Linked DNA regions of Manis pentadactyla: region 1 is linked to region 2. The links are chromatin contacts, called in public Hi-C maps. All regions are on one chromosome and are shown on one strand. The core of a region is the stretch at or near the end of the contact, and the rest is flanking DNA. Distances in the headings are between cores, read along the strand shown.

Evidence for each region. A called contact is a pair of places that touch in the nucleus more often than the background predicts.
Region 1: a contact with region 2 is called in a Hi-C map of skin fibroblasts, with 2.9 times the contacts expected there. The contact joins the promoter of DDIAS here to the promoter of PCF11 in region 2. A contact is called at or near these places in 2 of 3 Hi-C or Micro-C datasets (fibroblasts and skin fibroblasts).

The regions. Positions count from the first base shown.
Region 1 is chr9:32,348,569-32,355,102 of mManPen7.hap1, forward strand. DDIAS (DNA damage induced apoptosis suppressor) reads right to left here and starts at 1,735. Exons shown (of 5, transcript XM_036895503.2): 1 at 1,583-1,735; 2 at 1,145-1,273. The coding sequence starts at 1,257.
Region 2 is chr9:32,181,875-32,189,100 of mManPen7.hap1, forward strand. PCF11 (PCF11 cleavage and polyadenylation factor subunit) reads right to left here and starts at 5,919. Exons shown (of 16, transcript XM_036895379.2): 1 at 5,408-5,919; 2 at 1,640-1,765. The coding sequence starts at 5,599.

The sequences.
Region 1 (6,534 bases), core at 485-2,984, 160 kb after region 2:
GTATTTTATATAAATAGATTTGTATTTCCATTTTAGAAATCCTAATATATGTCATGTATGGTCATTATCTGTAACTTTGTGGGTATTATTATCCCACTTTAAAGTGAGTAGATTCACAGAAGTATCTTGCCATAGATCATACAACTATCAAGTGTCAGAGCCTATCTGCAACCCGGCTAGGATCTCTGAAGCTTGAAATAGCTCCATTATATCACACAATTCTTCTAAGAATGGATCCTGATCAAAGGTAAATAGCCCGAGTTTTAGTTTTTTCATATAGAAAGGAACCTGAAAATGGGTGATCAAAGTTCAGACTCGAGACACTATCATACTGTCATTTACTCATTCATTTAACAAACATCTGTTGCGTTTTCTGTGAACTGGATCCTAGGCTGTACATTTAATGATGAATAGCAAAAACAGAGTCTCTCAGAGTTCACAAATGAGTTACTTGGGAGAATGGCTTAATAAGGAACAATGATAACTACTGGAAGGATGACTTAGGGTCTAGATGTGGGCTCAGGTGCCAATTCCTCTCCATTCAATGCTAACTAGACAAAAAAGACTAGTTAAGAATATTGCTGGCATAATTACTCTTCCTCATACACCATGAGGTAGTTACATATATCCTTATCCTCCCTCTCCTCTGGCAGAGAGAAAGTATTCTTAAAGAACACCAACCCTAATCCCTCTTTTGTACTCTATCAAGATCAGAGAAGAATCGTAGGCTTTCAGCTATACCTGGCCTGCATCTCAGTATCATAACATAGTAGTATGTGCAAACACTATCCAAGCCTCTGGAGGCTACAGAGAGTACTATGAAGTCCTTGTTCTCAAGAAGTTTTATTTATTTAAAAAATAAGCTAGGGATCAGGCAAAAATAAGCAAACAATCAACAAAAAACCCCTATACTATACCAGGGCTAGCCCAGAAATGGATTGTGGTTTTCTAACAGGATAGGGACTTACTTCCCTCTAGCAACAGAGGACTACTAGCCAATTCTACTCCAGGACTTACAGAATAACCAACCCGAAAGAGCCTTATGTCCTGGTGTGGCGAACTTAATCCTTACTCGTCCTCTAGCCATGGGGAATCTACAGCAGACACTTGAATTTCCTCTCATGCTTACAGGCTTTACTTTTACCTTTTGGAGATGAGAATTACCCGAGAGAAGCACTTTTGACATGAAGGATATATAAAACTTGAATTCTGGAGAGCAAGAACTGAGGCAAGAAGAAATTTTCTTCTTCCATTCATGTGTTCTCACTGTGGCCTGCAAAACAAAAAGCCATGGGGATGACTGGCCAGTCTTTAATTGTAGGTACATAATTCATTTCTTAGGAAAACCATTTAACCTCCATTACAAAGTCAACAGATGTTTTTTGCAGTGTTAATGTACTGGAAAACTAGTTCTCTTTTTCTGCTCAATTAAATGTTTTAATAGGAAAATAAGATTTAAAACACAGTAGCTCAAATAAATATTCTGTTTTTGAATAATGCTCCATCTTCAAGAAAGACATTTAGCTTGTTTCACATCTTTATCAATAGAATTTGTTTCTACCATCAATAGGAATGAACTTACATGAATCTTTTAAAGAACTTAAATTGGTGGGTAATGGCTCTTTTTAGCTGAGAAAATCACTTCATTGGATTTCAGTGTGCACATTTTTATACAGCTTGAAGAGAAAAAAAAAACTCAGGTTCTGCAAACAGAAAAATCAAAATGTTACAAGGTCAGAGTTCAAAGTGCTTCAGATCCTTATGTGAAAAACATCAGAGAAGTAAAGCAATAATACCAATGTATTGCTTTCATACTTTCTTTTTAAAAGTTCAATTGTTGGTTTATCAAAATTTTAAAAATAGATCTTATTTATAGCATAATATAAATATTCTGAAATGAAAGTCTGTGTACATGTTCAACAATCTTTTAGGTATGGCTTTTCCTAAGGATGGTCAAAATTTAGAAGTGTGGTAACTACAGAAGGGAGATCTTATTAATCAAAACAGTATTTCTGTGAAAATAAAATCTTGCTACCTAGAGTAGTAAGATAGAAACTTGTAAAAATGAAAGATAAATGGAATTACTGATTTCTATGTTACTAAAGGGAAGATAGAGAAAGTAAAAAAATTAATCCTGCCTAATTCTCTGTTGTTATCCTTGTTATGGGACCCTTAGGTATACATGATTAGTAAGGTTCTACCAAAAGCACATATGTATTCCTAGATTTGGTTATCATCTTAGGCTACATGGCAATCTCTAAGGACAAGGAAGATTAGGTGGTATAGGATACAAAGGGAAGGCAGAAAGAAAGATCACTGAACACATTATTAGTGCTACTAACCTCAGGTTCCCTAATAACCCAAAAAGTGATGAATGTGTGCCAGCAAAGGCATCTTCCCTCTACACATCCTCTAAAAAGTCCAATTTGGGGGAGGGTGTAATATGGTGGTACATCTACCTCTGCACTAGGGGACATATATCTGGGCTAAGCTCCCTTCAGAGAAAATGTTACTTGCTTAAAATTCTGCTTATGAAGCCTCAGTTCCCTACAGTAGCCTTTGAGGCCCTAGGTCATCTACCCCACCTTCCTGACCTTCCCTTGTACCACTCTCCCCCTTAGTCACTGTACTTCAAGCCATGCTTCTCAAATACCCTAAATGGTATCTCTTCTTGGGCTTTTGTGCTTACCTTTCTCTTTGTCTAGAATACCTTAGTTCTTCAAATACCTGGCTCATTCTCATCCTTCAGTCTTTAATGTTACCCCCCAAGAAGGCCCCACTTTAATTTCAAGTAGACACCCATTTCCTCATAGTTTCTATATTACCCATCTTATTCCTTCATGGTACTAACCATGTTCACTATATATGAAACCATGAAAATGCATCATATATCACGTAATATATACATTTACTTATTTCTTCTACCCCCACTAATCTGAAAGTTTCATGAAGACAGGAACCTAATCTATCTTGTGCTGTATTATTCAGTGCTCAGGAGAAGTAAGTTTTCAATAAATATTCATTGAACACATGAAAAACCATAAGCAGAATCTTGCAATTTAAGAAAAAAATTTTTAAGAGTAGGTATATGCCACACAATAGGATTTTCATTTTTCATTTAATGCCCCCTTAAAAAGACCTTTCTCTATAGGATGGCTTTTCTTCTTTTTCTAAATCTTATACTACTGTACTTTGTTAGTCCTACTATTTGTTTTGTCTAGTTTATTTTGTATTTGATTTTATTCTCCCTCATGTGTTTCCATGATTCTTTTCCTTGTTCTTTATGTACTAGTAATTTATGCTAAATGGCGCACAAAAAAGTAATCTGAGCTGTGTTCTTTGTTCTCCTCCGTACTCCCAAACACTGCCTGCCATAGTATGTTTCACATTTCTGTGCCTTTGGGGTTTTTTTTCCCACTCTTCCTTCCATCTAAAATGTTCTTTCACTCTCTTGGCTAATGTTTATTTTTTTTTAAGATTCTTTTCAGGGGTCTTCTCCAGGAAGCTTTCTTTTCCAGGTTTTCCCTACTTTTTATCACTTATCATATTACAGTGAATTGATCTGTTCAATGTTTTTTTTCTGGAGCCAGGGTAAGATTGTAAAGGGACCATCTCTTTATATCCCCAGTGCCAAGCTCAAAACTGTCAATCTGAACTTCAGCTATTAATTTTTCCTGATTTCTCACTTTCCTTTTCCTAAGCCAGTTTTGCTATATACTATTAAACATAAAGCAATTCTACCACATAGCAAAATAATCTTATACTTGCATATAAAGTGCAGAGTAGTTTCATATATAGTATCTTAATTAGAACTTATTTTAATCATTATTTACATTTATCCTCATTCTAATTTTTTTCTTCAATTTGGTCATATTACAAGCAGAAACTGTCTTCTTTAGGGCTCTAAAATAGATTTTTATATTGTACCAAAACTATATGGATGTTTATCAAATCATTCTTTACAAAATTATCAAATTTTAGGAAATGGATTAAACATGAAACAGGACTAGGACACTGTGCTAAGTGTGGGGGACACAATGAAAAAGAAGACACTTCCTGCTGTAAAGTGTTTACTGTCTAATTGAGCACACAACTCACCAATAAGCGAACTTAAACTAAAAAAAAAAAACCCCAAAAACTTAAATGAGGAAGAATATTTGGGGATTAATTTCTAAATTGTGCAAGCACTAATTGTCATATTTTTAAAGAAAGGTTGGTTAAATTGTCTTTATTTAGGGGTTTATTGCCCTCTAGTGGAACAAGTAAGTTATGTAGAAAACTATAACAATGGCGAATTTGGGAACTGAAATGAAGGTCATTAAACTAATTTAATTATTTGTGTTTATCTGTAAATCCCAGCAAACGGCAAAAAGACTTTCCATCATTGTTTGGTGGACAAAAATGCAATTAGGTTCTTTCAGGCTGTTACTGTTAGTTATTCCCTATGGTACTTGTTACCTACTTTATTTTCTCTCTCTCTCTCCCTACTGCCTGACTTGCACTATGGTGAATTCGTGTTTGATGAATAGATGAAGGAGGCACCAGGAATGGGTAAATACTGAAGTTAGGAAAACGTGGTGACAGACTTGGGAACAACTTCACATGTAGTATCTCCTGGAATTTATCTTTCTTCTGTATTTTATTGGGAAGGATGGTGATTTCTTTCAGCTCCATCAGTCAGCAAACCATATTCCAATTAGTAAGCTCAATATATTTACTTATTAATCAGTTATTTTCTGTGCAGCTGTTAAATAGCAGGTGTTGGGTATAAGTGATGGACAACATAGATAAGTCCTTACCTGGTCACTAGACTTACAGTCTAGTGCAAGAGATAGGTATTAAACTGATAATCACACAAAAAATTTAACTGAAATAGCAAGTCCTATGAAAGAAATGTCATAATGCCACAAGGATACAGTTCAAGGGGACTGATCTAGTCTTAGCTTGGGATGGAGAGAGGAGGATAGTTAGAAAAATACAAAATCTTTTTTCGAAAAGTATTTTCTTTGAGTTGTCAGATTAAAGGGAATTTTTATTTCCTATATATATATTTAAAACATTTTCTACATGTATTACTTTTATAATTAGAAAAATCAAATATAATGAAAATGTTAGGTAGGGAACTTGGCAATAACATACAAAGAAAACCTTGGATCTCAGTCTCTCACACATACATGTAGAAACAAGGAGGCTGAGATGGAGAGAGAGGGAGAAGAGGATAAATGTTAGGGTAGGTCGATGGGAGCTCATTTAGGGCCTCTGTTGGCTTTTTTTCCCCGAAGGCCCAGAGACTGCCCAAGTCAAAGTCCGGTAAGGAAGATTCTGATAGACTTAAACTAATTAAAATATGTGGGCTCCAGATGGACACATTATAGTACATTTTTAATTTAACATGGAATACTTCTTTCTCTCTTTCTAGTTAAGCCATATGGGGAGCTAAATCATAACCCAATGAGGCTTTGTTAATTTACCATGAAATATTACCATCATAAGGAAGGGACACATCTTAAGCCCTTATTTTCCTTTGGGTATAACTACATGTTAAGCCAAATTATAAACAGAAAGTTGTTTGAAGAAGGGACATTAGGTGAAGTGCTTAATGGGAACGGGTTAATAATATGCATCTTTGTCACACTAAATAGTTTGTCAATGGACCCAGACATATGAGCTCATTTGATCACCACCTCTGCCTTCTATTTTCATATTACCCAGTGGCTGTCAAACTTTAGCATGCATCAATATCACCTGGAGGCTTGATAAAACTGATTTTCAGGCCCAACTTCAGAGATTGATTCAGTAAGTCTGGGATGAGGGCCCAAGAATTTGCATGTCTTATGTTGCCCACAGTTGAAAACCACTGCCCTTCCCATGGGGGCTGTCTGATGGTGAACAACACTTGTGATTAATGTGGTTATTGTTAATTCATGAAGCCTGAGAGCATTTCAGTCTCTTTTAGATTACTTTATATAATTTTGCTTTAATCTATTATCTGGTGACCGTTTGTCTTGACTCCCCCATTACCAAGTTCTCATAAGGCACCCTAATAGTCTGAAAAACCATGCCTATATATGCATACACACCAACACACATTTTTTTCTCCTTTGGGCTCTATCAGGAAATCTAGAATAACAGGGCTAGACTAGAAAATCTAGAATAACTCTTATTAAAAGTCAAGAAGCAGGTGAAGTCAGCTCTGAAATTCATGCCTTCTGATGAGATGCTCACCAGTATCCAGTACATTACATTGTTGGCTCAAGCTTTACACTTAACTATTTGTATATGCTCGACGCTGTGGCCAATGGATGAAATCATCCCTTCAAAAAACTAGTTCCCAGTTCTAATGACACAGGAAAAAGAGGTAAGACTGACTTCTTCCTTTCTTCATTCCTCCCAAACTATTCTTGCTTGTTGTGCAAGAAAACATTTGCCATCTTGTTCTCAAAAATCCAGTTTCATATTTTACAGGTCAAAAGGCCTCTGCTATGGGAAAGGTGGCTATTTTCAGTTGTTTTCTTAAAACTTTGTAATGGTCTC
Region 2 (7,226 bases), core at 4,669-7,168:
CAAAATATTTCCAAATTTTAGGGCTTGATTTATTCCTAATGTTATGCTTACCCTGGACAAAAATATGAAACAACAGAAAACAGTTTAACTGATGACTTAAAAATTTTTTAATTATTTACATGAAAGTACAAAGTTAATATTAAGACAAATCTACCTCACTAATCAATCTGCAACACAATATGGTTGGTACCTATGAACTGAACAAGTTATTTGTGGTGAGGGAGGCACCTTAAAAATTAAAATTCACAATATCTTATCCATTGATGAGCTGCTTTAGTTTTATGTAACTTATCTGCTCATGCTTTTGATGGGCATATTAACAACATTTAAAATTTTTAAATTACCCATCAGAGAAACCCTGTGCTTGTGAAAACTGAGACTTTCAACTTAAGGTTAATAAAGCTTTGACTGTATTCAAGTTTTCAGATAATATTTACTACAAAGTCGTTTTCATCAACTGTAGCGTTAAGGCCCAGTAAAGATTCAGTGAAGGTATTCTACCAAACATGCAAATGAATTTGAACAAACTGAAAATGAAACCAAGAAGCTGGGTTAACTCCCTAACTTCTATAATGCAAAGCTGGCTTCTCCTTAGATTACAACTTCAGGTAAGCAGTATTTAACAAGTCTGCGATATACTATTAACAAGCCCCTTAATACAATTTGAAATACAGCTTTCCAAATTTCTTCTGCATATACTTACTTAGCACTATTTCTCTAAGAATTTAAAAGAAAAATATTACTCCAGTAGCAACTACACCTTTTATAACAAGTAAAATCTGGTATTTAGTAGTTCACAGTAATTCCAATTTGCCAAATCTGACAACTGTAAACTTTCTCCAGACACAACAGGTACATCTACTAAAATATAGGAACTACCACCAATTTTTAATGTTAGGAAACAATTATTAAACCTGTATGTCTTACAAACACCCTTTTGCTCAGTTTGAAAGATAAAGCCTGACAGAAAGAGAATTACTTCAGCAAATCCCTAGTCTTCCTCAACATAACATGGTGTTAACACAACTGCCTGAAACGTTACAGAAAGACCTTACAATCCCTGGGTATAGAAACTAACAAGGCTTTCTTTAAACACTAAGGCAGTGTGAGAGAGGTATTTGCAAAATAACCTAAGGGCAATTAACTGGTCCACCATTCATTCACACATACCTAAAACATTCACATAAAACATACAAAGTAACAAAAGGAAACATTTCCAGGGAAAAAACCCCACAAGTTTCAGGCATCAATCACAGGTTGAGACACACTGGAGGATTATGCTTTTTTTCCAAGGTAGAAATAGTCAACTTCCTAAAGAGAGACCTAAACAAATCTGAAGTACGCTTGATAGCTTCAGATATTTTGCTCATATTCTAGCAATGGCACAGATCTTCAATCAAATGAACAAACACAATTAAAAAACCAGCAACAAATAATTCTAGAAGCAAATCCATCTACTCTTGAATAGATAACATAAAATCCCTAGAATCTGCTTTAAAAATCTAATATTAACAGGGTACTTGATAAATGTTCAAAAGAAAAAAATTTCACCACCCAAGAAAACCCAACACAAAGGCAAGTATTTATTTAATCAGGAACACATTTTTTAAAATTCAAATGTTTCTAAATGCATATATACCTTTTCAAACACACAAATAAATGTTGCAACTAGATTTTTAGTAAAGGCAGTGAGATACTCTCGTCCAACGTTTTTCACGATAGAATCCATAAGGTACATAACAGGAAGCTTCTCTGAGGAAGGAGCCTGAATAAAAAGAAACTGAGAAGTTTAGTATAATGAATTGCCACCAAATTACTTTCAAAAGTGAGTTTTTAAACCTACAATAGACTTTTTTGTTGACTATTTTTGAACTAAACTCTATGAAACTAAGTGTTCAATCAACTTCATTGCTTAATCTTTAGTTGAGTACACAAAATAAGCTCAGAATTACCAGAACGAGATATCACAGTATCTAATACACTTGAAAACTCAATGGAATTTCAGGTCATATGGAAAAAAGACCTGTGTTTTAAGTGACCAAAAAGAAGGAAGAGAGGGGCATTTTCTGTAACCCAAGTGTAAGCCTCGTGACCCACATTAACTTGTGTGCCTAGACTCCATGACGTTTTCAGACTTCTGGAAGAAACCCTAATTCCATAGGCATAGTTTGCATGTTAAATTCTATTAAGCTTATATTACCTGTAAAATGATTAGGATTACTTCTCTATTATCCAATGAACAAAGAAATTAAATACACCTCACATATGAAGTTAATGAAAAAAAAAACTTTTAAACTTGCACACAAACATGCAAGAAGGTGCAAGTTGTTTTTGATACAAGAAAAACTGGATGAGCGGCTGCTGAGTCATGTAAATCAGGTTGAACTTGACTCTGGAAACCAGGATTTGTCCTGAAGATTTTCTTCACAGCACACATTCTCCGTCGAAATATTTTTCCTCTGACGTGCACAAACCAGGGGTTCTAAATTTGTGCACTGCCAGCGTGGTGACGCTGACACATGTAGCCCTTTCCATAGGAGGAAAATGTTGCCCCAGTTCAACTGCAATGCCTACCCATCACTGGCTTTTAGAAGGCATAGCAAGTTTCCAGAAAGCATCAGCAGGTTCACAGACTTGAGGAGCATTAAGACACACCATATAAATTAAGTGTAACTCTAATTCCACAGGAGAACCCATGATTAAAAAACAAAAACAAAAAAATTACCCCATTTACCCATCCCATGTGTATAGGAATCTCAGCCATGAACAACTTACCCATAGCTACCTGAAGCTAGGGTAGGCTCACAGTTCGCAGTACACAATGCCATATTTCACAAAACCAATTGCCCATACAAGTGTGTGGAAGTGCTCTTGCTTCTGATAACACCTTTACAACCAAAGTAGGCAAAGGAAACCTCTGGTTAACTTTGTATTAAAACTTTCTTTTAGGGTACTAATAAAAAGGTTCACAAGGCCACCGCATGTGGGCAGACTATTAAGTACCAACATGTCAAATGCTTTATTGCTGTGTCTTTATCTTACCATGTAATGTTTTACACCATTTTAGTTATTGTACTTATGAAGTTAAACAGGTTCTTTAAAACCAAAATCTGTCCAGTAGGCTACTTTTTTATTGCACAAGTGAATCCTTGTATGTAATATTTTGCTACTACTGCCTCTCATGGGAGGAGTCAAATTAAGTGTGAATTCTTAAGGTTAATGCTGAGATGCTAGAGAATAAGGACACAAACATTTACCTCCAGAAACACACCACCAAGCCAGTTCGCTACCAAATGAAAGAAAATCCCTCCCCTCACCCTCAACCCAACCCTGATTAAGGTATTTCCCCAAAGTGACTTTTACATCTTTTCCTCCATCTGGCTTTACAAAAATAACCAGGAAGGTGTGCCCAAAAAACTTCATCCGTCTTTTATCAGCAAATAGTTCATCTATTTTTACGACTCTGTGTAGTCCACACACAAACACAAGTTTTAATGTGGTCACTATATTCAGCATTTAGTTTTCACTTCTCGAAGGTCTTCTGGATCCATTAAAAACAGCAAGGAAACTGTTGAGTGACAACCTGAGCTGCTAAAGTATTAGGCACTGTGGAGTATTAGTAATTCCCCCAAAACAGGGAATTAGATTAAGAATAAATGTCATTTTTAGAAAAACTCAAGTGCAGTTTTATTTTTTAAAAAGGCAATATTAAGCCTTTAACAGGCAAAACTTAGTTTTTTCACGTGCAACATGTTGTGGTATCAATAAAAAGAATGTTGAGTAGGTAAGAGGAACGCTTCCTTTTAAAATCTCATACTTCAAAAATAGAACAATAGCTGTTTCAAACAGACATTCACAGGAAAACGAAAATGAAGACTTGTAGTTTAGCTGTCAGACTGAGCATGACAAACTTGTTGGTCCTTTACAAAAAAAAAAAAGGCCTTATTTTTTTGTCCTCTTTAAATTAAAGTATGAAAAGGACCACCTGAAACCGTGTATCTTGTGAACAGATTTACCCAAAATAGTGGATGGAACCTAAACAAGAATGAACCCAAGTCACTTAAAGACTTTGTTTAAAACACACAACCACGTAGTTAAAAATAAGTCTCGGAAACAGATTCTACACCTTACAAAGGTAAATAAAAAAGACAAATACATATTTTATATGTTTTATTCACAAATTTTATAATACCAGTCACACATTTCAAAACCATTTATTAGAGTCAGACCACTCAGTTTTACACTAGACAGAAACCGCCTCTAAACAATATATATTGGTGGTTGTTCTTAAAGTGGCCTTTTAAAAGGGGTTCACTCTGCTAAAAGGAGGCTCATCCTGATTAATTTCAATCACTAACAACTAGAAAAAAACTAAACCGTAAGTACAAGCTTGAAAAATAACTTAAAATGTGGTACTGGGAAGCTATTAAAACTCATTATAACTAAAGTTTAACAGTAAACTTTACTTAAAAATGACATATCGCTCCCACATGAATCCACAGAAGAGGAGGACTACAGGGAAATATAGGGTGGCAGAGGACCACTTCTGTCAAGGGGTGAAGAAAAGCAGGTCTTCACTATCAGGGAAGGGAGGAAAAAAGAGAGAAGGAAGAGGAGGAGGGACTGAACTTTTCAAAAAAAACTGTAAGTACTTGTTACCCAGTGGGCCAGTTCTCCACCTACAGGTTGGTTAAGATTTCCTCCCCCCACACCCAAACCCCACCCTCAACCCCAATTTCCCGTCTTTGAGGGTAAATTAGACCCTCCGATAACAAAATTAAAATTGTATCTAGCCGCCCCCACCCCAAAATGGGGCTGACGGGTGTGAGCAGCTGCCTGGCTGGCAGGGAATGGATTCTCCTCTCTTCCCTTTCGCATCATGTGCTTTTCAGGCGCCATGTTGGGCTCCTAACAGGCGGCTGCTCCACTCGGGGCCGATTCCCTATTCCCACCCACCAACAGCTCGCTCCCAGGTCCCCCTTCACCTCCTTCCAACCCGCAGAGCACCAATATCCAAAGGGGTACTGGGGGGGGAACTGGGAGAAGACCCACTCCCCACCTACCCAGGGGGTTCAAACGGCTTTAACTCTTCCCCACACCACAAACTGCCTTTGGGTCTCCCCCTCCCCAAAGGGATCTGTTCAAAGCGTGAGACGGGACGTACAAAGCGGTGGCCTAAATAGGGAGTCGGTAAGCGGAAGTGGGGCTCCACCCTTTCTCCTCCCCACTCCCTCCCCGCGAGAGGCCCACGCTCGAAGCCTGGGCCAAAGACCGAGCCTGAGTTGGACGGGGAGGGTTGGAGAGAAGGAACACTGTCCCCCTTTGGACGGAAGCGAGACCTGGGATGAGGCTGACACTAAAATCAGGGAGTATTAGAAGAATAGGAGGCTGCGGGGTGTATAAAAACCTTGGCGGTTTGGGCCTCGATGAGAGAGACGATCTCCTTGGCGAAGGGCAGGTTCTCCTCGGCTAGAATGGTCAGCATATTGATGTGCGGTTTGCTATTGAAGGTCAGGTCTTCAAGAGATGACTGATAATCCCGACAGGCGTCGTCCCGGGCCCCCGCAGTACCGGCCTCGGCCGGCGTCTGCTCTGACATTGCGCCGCGGCCCCCCTCCGAGGTCCGCCGCAGCTGAAGCTGAAGCCGCTCTCGATACCCCGCCTCCCTTCCGACTCCTCTTCCTCTCCCAGGATCTCGCGGCTCCGGCTTCACCACATGCTGACCGCGGAGGGGGGTTGGGGGACGACACAGGGGGAACCTCGGCTATGAGACGCCGCCGTCTCACGGGGGATCTCCGCGCACTTCCAGCCACCAGAGGTTTCTTTCTCCACAGACACAAAATGGCGGCAAGAGTGGCGGCTCCAGCTCCGAAAATGTCTGTGTTCTCAACCGCTGCGTCGTGCGAAATGAGCAAGGGGAGGGGAAATGTGCGGTAAAGGGGCGGGGCCGTTGATAAAGCCAGGCGTGATTGGCTCTTCCTGAAACGTCTCAAACGCCGCCTCGGGTCCTTCCGCAGGACGTATTGGCCCCTCCTTCTTCTCGAGACCCTACCCCGGGCTTTCGCAACACCTAACTGCTAGAGGTGCGGTGGAAAAGACGGCTTCTCTCATTGGCCGATTCGTAAGGGACTGTTCGGTCATCTGTTACCATAACAACCCATTCAAGGAGGCGAATAGGGCTGGGGAATCTGTTCGCGAGGCCAACCCCACCAGTTTAAGGGGGAAGTGCGGCCAACCCGTCTTCGTCCCTCCCTCTGCAATGCCCTAGACTCTTAATGGCTCCGTCAGTCATCCTCCCTCCCGCCTGCCCGGGCGCCGGAGGCCGGGGGTGGGGGATGAGGGGAGTGTCGGCCTGTCCCACCACCCAGCGCCGCTCGCGGCTCAGGTGCTCCCGAGAGTCCGGGCGGGTCCAGCTGCCCGGACAGATTTGTCCCACCCGGAACTAAGGCCGGGAGGGAGGGGTCGAATATACCCGGAACCTCGAAGTCTCCGGAGAGTGGACTCCAGCGCGCTGCTTCTCACGTCCACAAAGAAAAACACCGAGGCCGTCCTTCTGAGTTGAATCCCCAGGAAAATGCCTTTATTTAGAGGTTGTGTGTGAAAGGCTTTTCCCTAGGGATTTGAAGCTCTTTGGGGAGCCCACTCAGTCTTCACGAAGGCTTTCCTACAACAGCCACACCCAGTCCCGAGCCTGATGCCCCTCTCAATCTTCTGCCCTTCCAAACAACCCTAGAACGCGCGATCTAGAGTACGCAGAAAAAAAAATGTATTTCTTACTTGTAAGGATCGTTCCCCAAGCTTCTAAAATACTACTTGGATTTTGCAAATGATGCTCTCGAAACAAAGCATTCAAATAGTTCTGCCATGGAGCTGCAGCATAACACAATAAACCAAAAGCGTATTTTTAAAAATATGTAATAACTTGAAGGAATTAGGTATTACTTATAATTTGCTTCACCATTGTCCTCAAGCTATTAGAGACTTAGTTGTTCTCCAGAGATATCTCTCTAAAGAAATGAACGAAGTTAATTCTTTTGTTGCATGTAAAGTAACATTTTCACTTGGTTTGGTTTATTTTTAACCAGGCTTATTGACCTATAGTTGATATATAATAAACTGCATGTACTTAAAGTGTACAAGATTGTATTGACACAGGTATTTTTCATTTCTTGTTAACGTGATACCGCATACGAATGAGAAGTAAAGCCTGGGGAGGAGAGCTTGTC